Linked DNA regions of Rattus norvegicus: region 1 is linked to region 2. A link is a contact called in public Hi-C data. All regions are on one chromosome and are shown on one strand. Each heading gives the region's core, a stretch centred on a gene start, on an enhancer-like site or on the middle of the called end of the contact. The rest is flanking DNA. Distances are from core to core; before and after follow the strand shown. Region 1 overlaps Hormad2 (HORMA domain containing 2). Region 2 has its middle 7.8 kb from the start of Lif.

Region 1 (4,337 bases), core at 44-2,543, 160 kb before region 2:
ATTCACATTCATTCCATTTTGACCCAGGGGACAGAGGGATACAAAGATAAAACAAATCAGGGGAGGGCTTCTAGACCATGGCAGGAGGAGATTGCTGCTCATAGGGGAGCTAACGATTGCTAATTATACACGGGTTCAGTTGTAACTGTTGCTAAACCATTGCTTGTCTGTGGTCTGGGTTGAGAAGGAGGCACTGCAGGATGAATTTAGGCTTCTGGGCGGCAGCAGCAGGATGGATCAGCCTCTGAAGGACTGAACACCTTGGAACTTTTCATAAGCTCTTTATCGTTACACAAAAGGCACTTTTAGCAAGTTGATTTCCGCATAGCAGAACCTCTTATCTGATCTAGGAGTTGTGTGAAGGATGATTGCCTAAGCAGTTCTCAGCCACAGTTGACTTCCTGGTTTGCCTGGTATGTCTTAGGACTGGGTTATGCAAAGGCTTTGTGAATCCTTCAGAAGAGCAACTCCATAAATCTCAGCTAACAGCCATGATCAAGGCCATCCAGGCTATGTGACAAGACCCTATTTGTTTAAAGAAAGAGACAGGAAGAAAGGAAAGAAGGGAGGAAAGAAGGAAGAGAAGAAAAAAGCATGTCCCTGGTGGCACAAGCTTTTAATCCCAGCATTTAGGAAGTAGAGGCAGGTGGATCTCTGTGAGTTCCAGGCCAGTGTGGCCTACGCAGTGAGTTCCAGGACAGCCAGGACCGTTACACACACACACACACACACACACACACACACACACACACACACACACACAAAAACCAACCAAAGAAACAAAAGATAGTTTAAGTAAAACCAAGTTTGGAGTAGCGAGTGCCCTTGGAAGATGTTCTGTTGGAGAACATCTTACTAGTTGTGAAATTCTGGGTGCTTTATATTTTATGGTACAATTGAACTCTTTAAAGTAAGCACATATATTAAATAATTCTTACCGGAAGGAGCTATGTAACTTCCCTTATTCCTGCTCTTACCTCCCACAATTCCTGCTCATGTTCCACACGACATTCGCTCAGAAACCAAACGCTGATCGTGTTATTCTTAATGTCTAAGAATTTTCCAGGAATTTAAAAAAGGAATTCAAAGCCGTTTGCACGATCAAGCAGGCCTGAATGTCCTTACTGATTTTCTAAGCCACCCTCCCTCACTGCTCAGGCTGCGCGAAGACTCTATAGGGTGCCAGTTCCCTATATCTTTGCACAAAAAGCTCTGTCCAGACCCTGTGCCCATGGCCTGCCTGGCTCCAGACTGTCCTGTAGCTAAAGTTGTCCCTCCTTGAGGTTGTCCTGACACCGAGTGCTCTTCCTTCACAGCAGACCCTGAGTATAACGGTGCGGCCATGTGATCTTCTTAATGTTAGTCCCCCTTGCTAGTTGACATGCTTCTTGAGAGCAGTGCCCATACTCTTTTTTTTTTTAATGTATCAATAAACTATTAACATTTTCACTGTGTGGTCATAAAAATCAGTTATAAGGCAAAATAGCCACAAGGGGGCACTAACGTTTTAGTCAACTGCTACCGATATGGTCCTCACATTTTATACTTTAGGTTTGAGAATTTATCACAGCCTTGATTGTATCTATGTCTGTATATTCAGCATTATTTTTAGGGATGAGAGAACGTCTTTGTAGTTTTGTGGTATACAGAGAGGCATGAGTTTGTGAGATACGTCAGACTTTCTAATTTGTTGACCTTGCTCAGTGAGTTTCAAAAGGAGTACTTTTTAGGAATTCTTGTGGTATATTTAATTTTGACCAAAAATGAATTGTTTTGCATATCTTTTGATTCCCAAATTAGAAAATAACAACTTTTTTGATATTCTTCTTCTGTCCTAGTAAAGCCAGTGTTTGTAATAGAAATTGTCTGAATGAGTGAATAATTAGTTCCTTTTTCTGACCTGCTGAATATTTTCTCTGTGCCACAGTATTTTAACTAGTCTCTATCAGAAATGTCTGTGCTGTAGTACAAGCAAATAATAACAGCCGTTTTCTTTTCTCCTGAAGCTGCACATGGCGGTGTTAACAGTAAGTACACACTTGAAGACCAAGTCTCTGTCTCTACATTAACTTTTGGCAAGTAAAGCGTTTAAACAGAAATCCTTCCCTTCCTCCCTTCTTGAGATTTATAGCATTTTAGGATTGAAAAATTGGATATATCAGAGCTTTAATAAGAAATTATCAATGTTCAGTATATTTCCTTGGCATATATGTTATTATATGGGAGAACATAGAGATTAAACCATATTAACTCTTAGGATTTAAATATAATTTTAGAAATGAAACAGATTCAGAGTTTTTTTTTTTTTGTTTTGAAAGTTTTGTGGGCCTGTTTTTGAAGTTTTATATAGCCATGGGTATAAAATGAGGTTATAAAGTTGAGATACCATTGATAATATATATTAATTATTTAAGTATTTATGGCATAACAAGTTAAGAATTTATTTGCAGTTCAGTCATATTAATCACAGATACTTTACATCACTTATAAACTTCTTTATATTTAGTGTTCATAGAAAGTGCTAAAGATTCTGAGTTTTTAGTAGAGTAAGAGCTCATCCTATCTCTACCTTGACATATGCCTAGCTGATACTCAGTTAACAGAGCACAAATGGAACTCTTTGCAAAGACAGTGTACTCAATGAGCAGCAATCTGGTAAGTTTTGGAAATTAAGTGCTCTATTTTTCCCTTAAACAGCTTTACACAAATCCCAAGGAACCGGAGGTAAGATGGCAATGTATAGATGGCAGTGTATGCATACATGTATACTGTGTATAGATGGTAGTGTATGCATACATGTATACTGTGTATAGATGGCAGTGTATGCATACATGTATACTGTGTATAGATGGTAGTGTATGCATACATGTATACTGTGTATAGATGGCAGTGTATGCATACATGTATACTGTGTATAGATGGTAGTGTATGCATACATGTATACTGTGTATAGATGGTAGTGTATGCATACATGTATACTGTGTATAGATGGTAGTGTATGCATACATGTATACTGTGTATAGATGGTAGTGTATGCATACATGTATACTGTGTATAGATGGTAGTGTATGCATACATGTATACTGTATTTATGTATGTTTATCTGAGTTGAGGCTGTAGATTATGTTACTAGACTACCACATAAACAGAGCAATTCACTGTGAACTTTGTTTTATTATAAATGAGACCAGTTCTTTACTATGAGATTTTTTTTAGAAACTAGATTTTTTTTTTTTAAGAAACACTCCTATACAGTGTTTAAAAAAAAATAACCAAACAACACTGTTCATAACTGAGGCCATTCTATATGTCAGGATTAAGATTCTCCTAATCATAAATGTATAAAAGTAATCTTACTTATAATAATATTTATATTTATCAATATAAATATATAAATAATAAAAATTTGTGTATACTTAATGAAATATTTTTAATTATTTGTTTTATGGTCTTTTGGAAAAACAAAAGCTACAGCATTACTCAGCGGTCCTTGGCATGTGAGTGCTCTCAGGCGATGCTTTCAGAAGCTTTGAGAGCTTAAAATCTCTACCCTCATCTTTCGAGTCCTGGACTTGCTCAGTGACTCCTGCACCTTGCTGCTTTTCAGATCTTTGTGAAATCCTCTGTGGATCCTCACTGGCTGCACTAACTCCTACTTTTTCTAAAATCCTTTCCCAGAAGAGCCCCAGTCTAACCTTCATATGTTTCCTAAAGAGATTAGGATTAGGAGTTCCTGGGAGAAGGGTGTTGTTCCCTATCTTGCAGTGTGACTGCCTTAAATATGACAGTTACCTGTGCCACTTCAATGGCTTTTCTACCTGTGACACAGACATGCAGAAGCACTTTGCTTTCTCATGCTGTTTGGTCTCTCTCTAGCTTTCTTCTCTTTTTTCCCTTGCTTTGAATTTTTCTCCTCTAAGCAGTGGATTTAGTCTAACTGGTGACATTCAAGACTAAATTATTTTTAAGTCCTTAGTATTGTTCTGTTTTCCAAGTCTCTCTCCTAGCTTCTGTATTCAGAACTCACTGTGTAGCTGAGCGTCACCTTGAACTTCAGATCCTGCCGCCTTCACCAGGCCCCGGCTCCGTAAGCACAGTGTTGAGGTTACAAGGCAGCACCTTGCCAGGCTCACTGAGACCTCGGGTGGAACCCAGTCTCTGCACGCCAGATAAGCACTACCACCTGAGCTGTGTCCCATCCCGGCCTTCTCCTCCTATTTAGCTTCAAAATGATTTTTTTTTAAAATTAGGATGGAGAAGTTCCCCAAACAAAAACTTCCCAGCAGACTGTTAGTAGATTGATTTGTTCTTCTAGTACTCACTATGTTTCCCTGTGC
Region 2 (4,231 bases), core at 1,096-3,595:
GGCCCAGGGGCCCAGCTGCTTCCAGAAGAGGGCGCTCTGCAGAATCCTTGTGAGTGAGAAGCTTCCTGGAGTCTGTGTCTGAGTCTCCGTGAGCTTGTGTGCATGCGCGGTGTCAGTGTTGAGTCTGTGTTCATCAGTGTCTGGCCCTGTTGTGCAAGTGTATGTATTTGATTAGAGTGTTTGTGTGTATGTGTGGCTAAGACAGAGCTCAACTTCCCAAGTCCTCCCCCCACCCCGTGTGTGTGTGTGTGTGTGTGTGTGTGTGTGTCCATGCCTGTGTGAGCCTGTGTGGGTCTGGGTAGTAGACAGACATGACCCTGTGCATGTATGTGCCCATGTGTGTTTCTGCCTCTCACTGTCTGGCCCCTGTCCCTGGGAATCATAGGGCAGCCTCGTGTCATGAGGGCCACCGGCAGCTGGTTCCTTCCCCGCCCTACCCCTCCCACCCCGGCCACCCTGGATTTTTGGCACAGGGACAATGCTGATGTCAGAGCCGAGCTGTCAGCTTCCTTTCCCCACTGGGTTTTCCGAGAGAGAGAGAGAGAGAGAGAGAGAGAGAGAGAGAGAGAGAGAGAGAGACTGACTGTAGCACAGCTGCTATTAAATAACCACGAGTGTGTGTGTAAGGGGTGGGGGTGGGGGGTACTCATCGGTTTCCTGAACTTGGAGGCAATAAACAGAACAGGAAGCAACAGTGGACAGACACACAGGAAGCTGGAAGTTGGCCGCGGAGGTAGGGCCTGGCCTCATCTCTGTCCCCTCTTCTAGTCAAACTCACTAGGGCCACCTAACTGGACCAAGAGGTGACACTGGGGAGGTGGTCCAAGCCCTGTCTCAATGCTTGGTGCCAGGAAGACTTGAAAAAAGATCCCTCCCCCGCCAAGGATGTTAGGAAGGGGACATGTGAGGGAGAGAAAGAATGAAGGGTCCCATCCTGAGTGAGAATGGAGGAAGGGTTCCATCGTGAAATGAGGGTGGGAGAAAGACTCCTCAGGGCGAACTGTCTACTTTCTGGGAAGAAAAGAGTAAGTTTTGGACTCCTCAGGGACAGAAGCAGTTTGAGTTGCTGGGACAGTGGGACACAGCCAAGACTGGCTACCCTGTCAGGAAGCACAGCTTGGCTCTACTCTCACACCAGTCCTATACCCTGGAGCCTCTGCAGGCCTTCCAGGTCACAAGTCGGCATACCCACCAGCCTCAGGACCCCTCCCACTCCAAAAAGAGCATGCAGAATGCCCAAAAGACGTCCTAAGGACTCCAGCCCCACTCCCATTTCTCCTCTGACACACTTGGAAACTGAACTTGGGAGTTGAATTGTTCAGGGTCACAAAGGGTGCAAAGTTCTGCGTCCCTACCCCAGTCCACCCTCTCCGAAATAGGCCCAGGAAGTCTAATGGGTAGTTGGGGCAACTAGGAGATGCTCAGGGCAGTAAGATCTATCAGGGGCTCTGGGGCCAGTCATCCCAGGGGAGCACCCCCTTCTGCCTAGGTAGGCCAGGTGGCCAGCGCTTATCAGCCACAGGGCTCCATGACAAAAATCCGCTCTGATCTCCTGCCTAACTGGCCTCACCCTACCGCACCCCTGCATCCTGCTTCCGTTCCCTCTCTTTCCAGGTGAGACCTGTGCCTGGCATTTATCACAGTGGGTTCTGTGAGTCCCTCAGCTGTGGCATCTCCCCTGCGAAGACTTGAACCTGCAGACTGATAGGTGAAGACCGTCTTAGAGGGAAGATGGTTTTCTTTAACCTTAGCACCCCACCCCCACCAGACACAGACTCCTTGTCTATCTTTCCAAGCAGAGTGTGACTGTTAGCTGGAACAGAGGGGCCATGGACCCTGGAGTCTGTCAGACCTCCCTCAGATTCAGCTTTAGCTCTGTCACTTACAAGCCCTACCACCCAAGGCAGGTGGCTTCATCACTTAAACCTCAGTTACAATGTGTGCAAAATTGGTAACAGCGCCTTCAATCATAAGTTGGCAAAGCCACAGATACACCTTTATTACGGACACCTTTATCCGATACAGCTTCAAAGGTAAGACCCAGAGAGGGGATGCCACTTTCCCAAAGCCACACAGCAAGTCAGTAATCATATGTCCCGATGCTTGTCCTGGGCTGCCAAGGTGATGGGACTCCAGGTTTTCAAAACGAGTTTGCTTGTGAGGATTCAAAGAGGACTTATTCCTTGAAATCCCATTGCCTTGACTAGATCCAGTCATTGACTGTGGGGGTGTGGATGGGCTCCCTCAGTAACCTGGAAAACCGAGCTTAGGGTTCTTTGCCCTGTAAACGCTTAGCAGCTCCAAGCCCTGGTCAGCAGCGCCCCCTGCTGTCCAGAAGTAGCAGGTACAGTCGGCTCGCCGGCTCGCCGGCGCAGCCGGTACCAGTAGGAGGGTGGAGCTGTGTTGGCGGATTTGAGGAAGTGAGTGGGTGCCTGAGGTTCAGAATGGGGGTGGGCAGAGGCCATCCGCCAACACAGGGGAAGAAAGCTCCTCTTGAGGGCTTCCAGAGAAGCTTTGCCCTAACATCGGCAGGATGTAGCTCAAGAGATTGGCCACAAGGGGGTGCCAGAACCACATCTAGTGGTCAGTGAGGCACAGCCTTACCACGGTTCTGGGGGTAGCGGGTAGTGGCCTTTTCCTGGTCCCTGCTACCTGCTCCCACCTTGCCCTGACACTTCTTCCAGGCTATCCATTTTTCAGGGGGGCCACCCAGAGAAGGAAGATGAACTGCCTAAACTCACACAGCATGAACCAAATTCAACCCAGGGACACCTGGTTGTACAGACTGGTCACAGGCACCCCTTACTCCGTCCTGTCCCGGCACGGCATGACATGGACAGGATCCTGGGAACAATCTCCCATCTTTTTAGCAGCCCCTACCAGGTTTGGAGAAACAATGACAAGTTCGAGGTAAAGCCAGCCTCTCTTAATTTTGGATGCCAAGCCCCCAATGCAGGGCTCTACACAGACTTGATTTTTGTTTTCCTCTCTCTTTGTCACTGTCCTGGAGCTCGGATGCCCAGGTTCGAAGACCATCCAAGCTCTGATCTGGCTCAAGGTCAAAGGCAGACGAGTAATGACCTTGGCTGATCAAGCTCCCCAGGACACCCATGAAGGCCCCTGTAGACTGCTACAGCCTGTCATGGACAGGGACTGTCCTCAGACACTGCATCTATTGGAGGGTAAACGAGAGAGACCTCTGCAGGCTCAAAACTCACTGATCTGAAAATAAAGAAGGGAATCTGAAGTCCCTTGGGAATCCAGGAATCAAGACTACCTGTGGAATCAGGCTGACCCTACCACGATGGTAAAATGCAAGATTTGAACCCATGTGCTCTCTCCACTGTCCTTTACCCATCCTGTGAACTTTAACCCACAGGGCACTTTCACAGCTGGTCTTGCCAGCTTAGCCTGGACATCCTCCAAGAGAGTCTTCCAACCCTGTCTTACAACACATTCATTACAGATAAGGAGACAAAATCCTGGAGGGTTGTGTGGGCCAGCAGGTGCCCCTAATGCCCAGGGGAGCAATTGCTGGACCATCTACCCTCTTGAAGATAAGTGTGGGGAGCAGCGGTGCCCCTCCATACCACCCCTCAAGGGAATCCTACCGTGGTCTCGCAGCCCTCCACAGCTTGCACAGTTGTCCAGTCTTCAGGGCAACACCATCGTTGTTGGGCCCCTCTGCTTCCCTCTCCTGCTGAGACTTCTCTGGCGTTGGCTCCTCACCCTGCCCCCCACCTGACTTCCGTCTGAAGCTGGTGGCCTGAGGCTCCCCCCACTTCCACCCCACCCCCAAGCTGAGGACCAGAGAGGTAGACAGCCCACACCAGAGATGGAGCCCGACCCCAGGGTGGGAAAGGTGTTGCTGAGTTGCTGGTAGGAGAAACAGGGTTGGGTGTGGGGAGGGGGCGTCCCTGTACTTGATGCCCCTGGGCTGCGTGGCAAAGCCACTATGGCCTGAGTCACAGCTGACTGGGCCGCGCCTAGCCTGTCTGGGTGACCCAAGCCAGCATAAGGCAATGACTGGGCAGCTCTCCTCATGACCAGCTGGGGTCGACCTTAGGTGTTTTGACTCAGACCTGCCACGGGCTGTGTGCACAGCCACCATCCTCTCTGTCCCTGTCCCAAGAGCCTCAGGCCTATAGCTGCCCTTGTCCCACCCAGCCCCCACCTCATAACCCGGGGAGCTACCTGGCCCTTCTGATCTGCAATCAGCCCCAGGCTTCAG

Evidence for each region. Hi-C and Micro-C count contacts between places; a contact is called where the count stands out from the background.
Region 1: a Hi-C map of Schwann cells shows a contact between it and region 2, with 12 times the contacts expected there. The contact joins two enhancer-like sites. A contact is called at or near these places in 12 of 12 Hi-C or Micro-C datasets (the A7r5 cell line, the Rat2 cell line, Schwann cells and 7 more) and 1 of 1 datasets of contacts at active chromatin or transcription factors (oligodendrocytes).

The regions. Positions count from the first base shown.
Region 1 is chr14:83,503,462-83,507,798 of GRCr8, reverse strand. It overlaps Hormad2 (HORMA domain containing 2), which reads left to right. Exons shown (of 11, transcript NM_001401619.1): 6 at 2,007-2,027; 7 at 2,698-2,724. Among named protein-coding and RNA genes, the nearest start is that of Hormad2, 18 kb to the left of the region's middle. Within about 2 kb of position 1,293, at least 4 of the 93 cell types and tissues checked have an H3K27ac peak or open chromatin away from gene starts, as enhancers often do. A contact at or near this core is called in Schwann cells, where this site is marked.
Region 2 is chr14:83,348,250-83,352,480 of GRCr8, reverse strand. No RefSeq gene overlaps it. Among named protein-coding and RNA genes, the nearest start is that of Lif, 7.8 kb to the left of the region's middle. Within about 2 kb of position 2,345, at least 22 of the 93 cell types and tissues checked have an H3K27ac peak or open chromatin away from gene starts, as enhancers often do. A contact at or near this core is called in Schwann cells, where this site is marked.